Regions from separate parts of the Mus musculus genome. Here all the other regions are linked to region 2. The links are chromatin contacts, called in public Hi-C and HiChIP or PLAC-seq maps. All regions are on one chromosome and are shown on one strand. The core of a region is the stretch at or near the end of the contact, and the rest is flanking DNA. Distances in the headings are between cores, read along the strand shown.

The links. Hi-C and Micro-C count contacts between places; a contact is called where the count stands out from the background. HiChIP or PLAC-seq counts read pairs in DNA pulled down with a chosen protein or histone mark.
Region 1: a Hi-C map of bone marrow-derived macrophages shows a contact between it and region 2, with 20 read pairs. The contact joins two enhancer-like sites. A contact is called at or near these places in 1 of 15 datasets of contacts at CTCF or cohesin (large pre-B cells), 2 of 484 Hi-C or Micro-C datasets (bone marrow-derived macrophages and embryonic stem cells), 3 of 115 datasets of contacts at active chromatin or transcription factors (embryonic basal ganglia and embryonic stem cells) and 1 of 9 other capture datasets (embryonic stem cells).
Region 3: an H3K27ac HiChIP or PLAC-seq map of large pre-B cells shows a contact between it and region 2, with 2.2 times the contacts expected there. The contact joins two enhancer-like sites. A contact is called at or near these places in 1 of 15 datasets of contacts at CTCF or cohesin (large pre-B cells), 1 of 484 Hi-C or Micro-C datasets (colorectal tumor organoids) and 2 of 115 datasets of contacts at active chromatin or transcription factors (embryonic stem cells and large pre-B cells).

Annotation. Positions count from the first base shown.
Region 1 is chr9:61,858,017-61,860,716 of GRCm38.p6, forward strand. It overlaps Gm34974 (a long non-coding RNA gene), which reads right to left. Exons shown (of 6, transcript XR_001779199.2): 6 at 2,161-2,700. Among named protein-coding and RNA genes, the nearest start is that of Gm34828, 37 kb to the left of the region's middle. Within about 2 kb of position 1,380, at least 46 of the 459 cell types and tissues checked have an H3K27ac peak or open chromatin away from gene starts, as enhancers often do.
Region 2 is chr9:61,455,862-61,458,561 of GRCm38.p6, forward strand. Gm34322 (a long non-coding RNA gene) reads left to right here. Exons shown (of 3, transcript XR_379516.1): 3 at 1-73. Among named protein-coding and RNA genes, the nearest start is that of Gm34322, 15 kb to the left of the region's middle. Within about 2 kb of position 1,345, at least 23 of the 459 cell types and tissues checked have an H3K27ac peak or open chromatin away from gene starts, as enhancers often do.
Region 3 is chr9:61,051,280-61,053,979 of GRCm38.p6, forward strand. Gm33699 (a long non-coding RNA gene) reads left to right here. Exons shown (of 6, transcript XR_003948174.1): 2 at 732-1,147; 3 at 1,470-1,890. Among named protein-coding and RNA genes, the nearest start is that of Gm46116, 4.3 kb to the right of the region's middle. Within about 2 kb of position 1,327, at least 10 of the 459 cell types and tissues checked have an H3K27ac peak or open chromatin away from gene starts, as enhancers often do.

The DNA.
Region 1 (2,700 bases), core at 130-2,629, 400 kb after region 2:
ACAGAAGGCAAAAGGCAAGAGATGCGATTTAATGACTTAGTGACCTCACGTCAGCGGCAGCCACTTATGAGTGCTGGTGGGTTATTTCCCTCTTGAACTAACTGGTCTTGAACTCTCAGGTTTCCCTGCTGATTTGCCCAGATCATTCTGGAACGAGGTCTTGGCCACACTTCCTACGCCTGAGGAAGGGGTAGGTACAGACCAAGAGCAACCCTGGGGTCTCTGCCTGGCCCCTCTCAGCCCCACTCAGGTCTGACCACAGGCCTTACACACTCCTGCCTGCAGCTGCAGCCAGCGAGACTGAGCACACCCCAGTCTTTGGATGTCCCTGCCTGGGGAGGCTAGGCCACTAACGCATCTTCTGGGTTTAAGAGTGCTGTCACTCCGCTAAAGCTCTGGGACCATCATGGACCAGGATCTTGTACTGTTCAAAAATATCTAGAAATGTGGGGCCTCGGAGAAACAGGAGGCCCCTGCGAAATGGTGCCAGGGAGGAGGCTCAGCTCTGTTTTGCAGCCCTCACTAAACAGGGATCATTGTGGGTTATGAAGCTACCCACCTTGTCCTGCACAGCACAGGAGCTTCCTCAGAAGCCCAGATCTGCGGAAGGGGCAGGGGAGACAACTGCAGGCAGAGCCATGCATGCAGTGACAGACTCTGTCTCAAAAAACGGCATGCAAGGTTTGTGAGGTGGCTCAGTGGTTAACAGCATCTGTTGCTCATACAGAAAACAAGAGTTTGGTTCCCAGTGCCCAAATCAGGCAACTCACAACCATCTGTAACTCCAGTTTCAAAGAATCCAGCACCCCTTTCTGTCCTCCATGGGTGGCAGGCACACACACAGCATACATACATATATGCACGCAAAACACTCATGAAGGTAAAATAAAAATAAATACATTTTTTTTAAAAAGGTGAACATCACCTAATGTCAACTGAGGCTCTCCTATGAACACATACATCCATGTGTGTGTGTATTTGCACACGTGCAAGCACAGATTAATTCTCCAAACACCAATGACACAGGAACTGTACAACCTGACAACCCCTCTCTGTGGACTGTGTAGTGACCCATGGCCACCTAAGAAAGTCACTCAGAATTTATAGCTTCAAATTCATGCCCCATAAGGTCCAATTCTGTGGGTTGTCATCAACTGACAGGCAGCCTTGTCTTGCTGTCCTCATAGGCCAGCCCCTTCCACAGGGGCGACCCGTGGGCCACCTTGGTGATGCCTCCAAGCTGAAGCCACAGGAACGCTTCCAATCTCCAGCTGACCTGCGAGAGGGAGTTGGGCAGCAGAGCTCAGAGGCTCAGAGCACAGAAGAGGACGCAGGGGACGCCCGATCTGAAGTGTGTGTGCTAGGCAAAGGGAAGGGAGGGGTCAAACGTGCACGCGGCGACCTGATGGATCTTAAAGCCACAGGGGAAGGAAACACTCAGACCTAGGACTGTGATTGATAAGCCATTTAAGACTCGAGGTAGGATCATTTTGTGTGTGAACAGGTTAGTAAGAAAGCTTATTGGAATGGCTGCTGGAGACGTGAGGGGGGAATGGAAAGAGGGGGGGTTAACTGCGTAAATGAATTAATAAACACAGGGACTTGTAGAAACCAGCCGCAGTGGAGCCTCGGGCAGGAAATTAACTCAACCCTCTACACCGGAAGTGACAGGAAGCAGCCCTCTCTTCCACCTGGGTCACTTGGGGTGATACCACCTACCACACTACAGCTTTTGAGGGAAGCTTCCTTCAAGGTGACTGGTTTGTAGGTGCTGGTGGCTGGTGCTTGGTTTTATTTTGTATCCAGATCTCTCTCTCTCTCTCTCTCTCTCTCTCTCTCTCTGTCTGTCTCTCGTTCTCTCTCTCTTGTTCTGTGTGTGTGTGTGTGTGTCTCCTGTCTCTCTGTTTGTTTCTGTGTCTCTCCTGTCTCTGTCTGCCTCTGTGCCTCTCTCCCTGTGTCTCTCTCTCGTTCTCCCTCTCTCTGTCTGTCTCTGTCTCTGTCTCTCTCCAGATCCAGATCTGTATGGCACAGACTGATACCCATCCCTTTCCTCTCCAGATCTTCTGCAATAGACCATCTCCCCAGGAAAACCCACCAGCATTCAGCCATCTAATAGCAGATCTACAAAGCCCTCTGGTTGAAATTGCTACCACCTCCTTCACAGATCAAGCCCTCTTGAGTTTCAAGCAGGAATATGAAGGACACTTGCTCTTATGTCAACTATGACACTTCAAGTTGCACATAGCAGCACACAAACAGCTCAAACTCACTGAAATAAAAAAAAAATGTTGTATGCCTGAGCAAGCCTGGTTTCTAACTCCAGCTCCTGCCCACTTTGGGTGGGAACCGCCCAGCAAACCTCTTAGACACAGTGTCCTCTAGTGGTCACTTCTGGTCTTACACCCTCTGCAATAGCTAGCTTGGTAGGATCAGGAAATCAACTAAGGTCTTTGAGCAGATAAGTCTATGAGAGCATTTCTGAGAAGGATTGACAGAGGAGAGAAAAGACACTCCTAGAGTGGGTGGCGCCCAGATATGAGGCTGATGTTGAGGGGAGAGCAATGATGCTCATTTGCCTGCCTTGCTTCCTGTTGATGAGCACATCTACCTCGACATCCTCCCTGAAGCCACCTATTGCTGATGTCAGAACCCAGCTTATTGGGTCTTCTGATATGGTCTGAAGACCAGTGGCTCTCCAGG
Region 2 (2,700 bases), core at 95-2,594:
GGTTACTATTCTCCAGAGTCCTGATCTGCTGTCCCAAATTCCCCAACACTAGGCACAGACGGCTCTGATAAAACTGCCGAACAGCTGTGGTCTGTCTTTGCGCTGTGGATTGCGTCTGCAGAGATGTATGAGTTTATCACAAGACACTGTGCTAGAACAAGTTCCTTCTCTCCATTTCTGGAATCCTGAGAGATTTGAGACCTCAAACTCTTCCTGTCCAAGGAATTTGGCTAAGGCGCTATGGTCCTAAAAGCTCTTTCTATCAAGTACTTTTTCAAGTGCTGACACAAACATGGCCCTCATTGTCCAGATAGAGAGACTCGGGGCTAAAGGGCTCACCCTGGGTGCCACAGCTGGGAAATGTAAGGTTAGAGTCCCACTCAGCCTCTCCAGATCAGATGCTGCTCCCACTGTAGCCTTCCTTGATGTCAGAGCCCTGAGGCCAGAAAGCATGTCTGGTCCCCCACACCAAGCACCAAATCTGTGACCAAGCCTTTGACTGTTTAAGATTGTGAGTGAATGAAAGCATGCACAGGCAGGGGAAAGGGGCAATCTCTGCTTGAGTTGCCAGGCAACCACCTAAAGAGAATCAAAGAAATAAGAAGTCTAGGGGTGCCACCCCAATGAGCCTCCCATCCCACCATCTGTACCCCAGTCCCAATCTGGCTGTTGCGGGTCTGTTTCTGTCCGCTTGAGTTCAGCACCAAAGGCCTGAGTAGTCTGGTTAGTCTGATGAGGGACCTACCTTACACAGCCCCTTGCTTGGGGCTGGGAGCAAGTTTTGTGAGGCCATGCACATCTTGATGGGGACTCAGGGCATTTGGGGGCTATCAGAGCCAAACTGCCTGTTTCTATTCCAAGAAACCCTTCTGCCAGAGGGCCCTGGGGAAATGGACTCCCCTGCCTCCAATTTCATGACGACATCTGGGTGCCCAGGAGAGACCTTCAAAAGTCATTTCCAGGGCTGGCCTCCAGAGCACATCACTCTGCCCCAGCTCCAGGGAGAATGCCCCCACCCCCACCCTCCTGAGACCCATCCACAGCTCATTGCTGACTCATTTGCCCTCCTCCATAGAGAAGATACCCTAGCACGACAGGCCTTTCTTCTATGGAGGAAGCAGCCCTAGGAGGGGGCCTCCCCTAGGGACACAGAAAGTGTGTACTATGCCCAGCCTGCCTACCATCTGGGGACATGGAGGCGGTGGGAACAAGGTGACATTTCAGAGGTTTCTGGTTCAGCAAAGGGGAGCCAGTGCTGTTATTAGTTGAGCCTATGGTTCCTGCACCTCACTGCTCCCTGAGCCTGCTTTTGTTCCCTGATGTCCCCTGTCGTCACCAGCCCCGAACTCATCCTCAAGAGCACGTTTATCCAGTGAGTGGCTAACGCCCACCCTCCCTGTTGCATTACTAGGATACAGCATTCATCATGGCCATTTGCCTAATTAGCCCCACCTTCTCTCTCTGGCTGATTACCTACCATATGGTCGGGGCGCTGCAGACTCTTGACCACCCCTGAGAGCAGCCTCTCCACGGACCCTGATCTAGAATAGTCCAGTCTTTCCCTCTTTTGATACCTACCCAATGCCTCCTCCCTTTCCTTCAGAACGAAAAAACGACCCTGTGATTCTGTTAAGGTCTCTGGCGATGGAAAACATTCTGGGGAAATTGATTGTGACTCCCTTAATGACTGCTGGGTCAGGTGTTTATATAGCAGAGGACAGTATAAACTGCCCTGTTTGCAGACTCCTGGAGGGCAGAGGAGTACAGATGTAAGGTGGTAAAGCACACACTTGAGGAGGTTCCTGCAGTCCCCCGAGGGTGAAGTGTGTTAGTACAGTAACCTCGACCGTTCCTTTGGGAATGAAGCCTCCACCTCCCGGTAGAGTTTGCAAGGACTGTGACCATTCTCTGCTGTCCCCTGAAGTCTTACTACTGGTTGGCAGGCTTCCTGCCTCTGCCTCACTCTATCACCAGCAGACAGAGCAGGATGTTCAATGACAGCTCAAAGGCTGACCCTACTCTCTGTGGCCATGTGTCCTGGGAGCAGATTTTAACCTCCATGGCATATTTCCTGTTTCTCATGGAAGCTATGGGCAGGCGCCTTATGCTTTCATCCATGCATGCCCAGGCCTGTCCTCTCTGGGTTTTTTTTTTTTTTTTTTTTTTTGTGCCAGAGGACCTCAGGAGGAGAGGAGGGGGGTACAAGGCAGTGTGAGCCTCTACTCAGCACAGGCAGGGGCCGGTGCTCCATCCAAACCAGCAGAGATGGAAACAGACATGTCATGTGATACACTCCTCCTTCAAAGTAACAAAATAAGATGAATCAAACAAACAACCTGCTGAAGTTTCTGGGAAAATGTGTCTCAACAAGAAGGGACTCCTGCTTGTGGCCCTCAGCAGTACTGAGTGAGTGTGTGTGATGCCTGGAGCTACAGCAGCCGTCTTCCAAGTGTGAAGGTTGCTTCGCTGAGGACCAAAGTCAGCCTCCTGAGGATGGCAGAGAAGAGCAACTGAAGGTCACCGATAGTGTCTTGCAGCAATTGAACCAGCTGAGGTGAGAGCCACTGGCCCATTCTTCCTCAGACGCGGCCTGATCTGGATAATGACTAGTAGACTTGGCAGTGTCCCTGTGATTCTGTGCGGTGAGAGGGTTTCTGGAAGGAGAACATTCCGACCAGATGTGAGAGATGGAGTGCTTCT
Region 3 (2,700 bases), core at 77-2,576, 400 kb before region 2:
GAGCTTCCTCTGGCCTCAACTCCGCCCTCCTCTGGCCTCCATGGGCACTTCACACAAGTGGAATACACACACACACACACACACACACACACACACACATAAATAAAACACTTTAAAAATGGCAAAGAAGATGTCAGCTTTACTCGTGTTTCTAAAGATGGTTAACCAGCGGTAAATATGTAGGGAACAGCTTTCGATACTGACACAAAGTCTAGGCAACTTACAGGAAGTATGACTTTAAATGACTTGTAAATCATCGCTGGTTCACAATTCCGAGGGTTCTAGTCACCTCCGGTGGAAGGCAGAGAGGAAGGAGGAAGAATGTATAAAAGGGCTGCTCGCATGGTGGCTGGGTCAGGAAGCAAAGAGAACTAGATGGGAACCAGTCCCTGGCTGGACCCAGCCCACTCCAAGGGACCCAGGCTAGCTAGCCATGCCAAGTCCTACCTCTTAAAAGCTACCCGACATCCCCAAATAGCGCTACCAACTGGGAGCACAAGCTCACACACGTGGGCCTGTGCAGAGGAGTCATTTTACATTTAGACCAAAATTGGAGTCAAAGTTTTCTAAAATGAGATTCAAATAAAACATTTAAAAAAAAGAATTAATTTTAAAAAACCACCCTAATATATGCACATATTGAAACATTACTCCTGATCTTATAAATCTGTATAATTATTATGAACCAATTAAAAACAAACACATTTACATAAGTAATTCTGTATTCAAAGGAAAAGACCCGGACTCCTGCGGTAATGATGTGTCAGTGCGGCCTTTCGGGTCACGTGACTCATCAGGACAGAGTGGGAGCTGAGTGACAGATGAAATGGCCGAGCAAACCCAAGGTCTGGACTGATCTACAAGGCACAGCCTTAGGAGGTGCACCATGCAGACAGAAGAACAAACTCCCAGCCGGGGCAGTTGCAGGGAGAACCCGCACATTTACGAACGATGAAGGACACTAGAGGATCCAAAGTAAACGACCAAGAAACCATCGAACCACCCAAACCTACAAAACGAGAGTCGGAGGGAGGGGGGATAGGAGGAGCCTAGACCGGAAGCCAATGGAATCATGGGTACTGTGGTCAGGCGTGAGCTGGAGAGCATTGTTCTAAGGAAGGCATCGGGAAGGGCTGAAGATGCTGAGGTGTGTGGTCAAAAGCTGTCGTCTTTAGATGGTTCCATAAAAGTGGATGTTTGCTGGGGTGTAGCGCAGTGTGAGAGGAATTGTCTCGAGTGAAGAAGGCCATGGGTCGGGTCACTCCCCAGCACCACAGACACCTATGTTTATGGAGTGGAATTAAGCCAGCATGGCAGCATTTGAAAATGGCCTACCAGGGTATGGGGAGGCCAGTGCAATCTTCCAGAGGGCCTCTGGGTAGGGGAAGGGGGTTCTCTACCAGGGGTCGTGAGTCAGTCCCTCTTTCCATGCTGTGCCGGCCTCAAGTCTGAGCTTTGCTTTTCCACAGGAATGCACAAGTGAGGCCCCAAGGGTCACAGCTGTCACAGCCTCTGATGCTGCTCATCGCGGCTTTGTCGCCTGACCGGAGGACCTCAAGAGCGCGCTCCTTACATGCACCTGTGCGTGGTTTTGACAGCTGTGGAAGGCGCATCTCCTTTCGACCCAACCTTTAACTTTTTGTTTCTGACCTTTTTGTTGTGCCTGTGGTGACAACATGTGTTGCTTAATGAGCCATTTTAAAGTGCACACAGCTCAGGGGCATGTAGTATGTTCACCGTGTGTGCAGCCACCAATTCTCTGGTTATACAACATTTTTTTTTTTTTAGAGACAAAAGACCCAACGTGAAGGACGTAAGGAGGATTTATTTTGACTCCTGGTTTTGGTGGTTTCAGATCACAGTTCTTATCTCTATTAATTCTGGACCATGGTAAGGCTGAACATCATTATGGCAGGAGTGTGTGGCAGAGGAGGCTCATCTAATGATGGGAAGGGGGAGGGGAGAGAGAGAGAGAGAGAGAGAGAGAGAGAGAGAGAGAGAGAGAGAGAGAGAGAGAGAGAGAATGCCCTGGACAAGATACCCCAGGTCCTACCTTCAGTGATGAATGTCCTACTGATTCTAACCCCTATAGTTTCCTTAGCCTCTTAAATAGCAACACCACGTAGGGTCAAGGTCAACGTGCAATACCAGAGCCTGTGGTTTCCTATTCAAATTCCAGGGCTTCCCCTCTGTGCAGCCTCTCTTTCCTTATCCAGTCCTCTCCAGGTTTCTCCTGGCGCCCTTGCTTCAAGCCTTTGGTTTCCCAGCAAGGACCTCAGACAGAGAGAAGCTGTATACAACAGGCTCACTTCTCTCACCAGCCGTCCATCTGGCATACCTAGACCCAGTGGCAGGCTGCAGGGATGTGTTCCGTTCTGGGAACTCAACCAGCAAGTTTACCTGACCTTCCAGGAGCAGATGTGGGTGCACCATCGTGTCACATGTCCCACAGATGATGTAGACACGATCCAAAGGAGTGGTTGATATAATAGTTCCTGAGAGTGTGTGTGAGAGAGAAGGGTGGGGAGGGGGATGAGGAAGGGGGAGGGGAAGGGGAGGGAGAGAAGAAGGAGGGAGAGAGGAGGGAGGGGAGGGGGAGGAAGGGGAGAGAGAGAGAGAGAGAGAGAGAGAGAGAGAGAGAGAGAGATCAACCCCTGTCTATTCCACCCTGAGGATCTTTGTGACTATAGTTTGTATTTA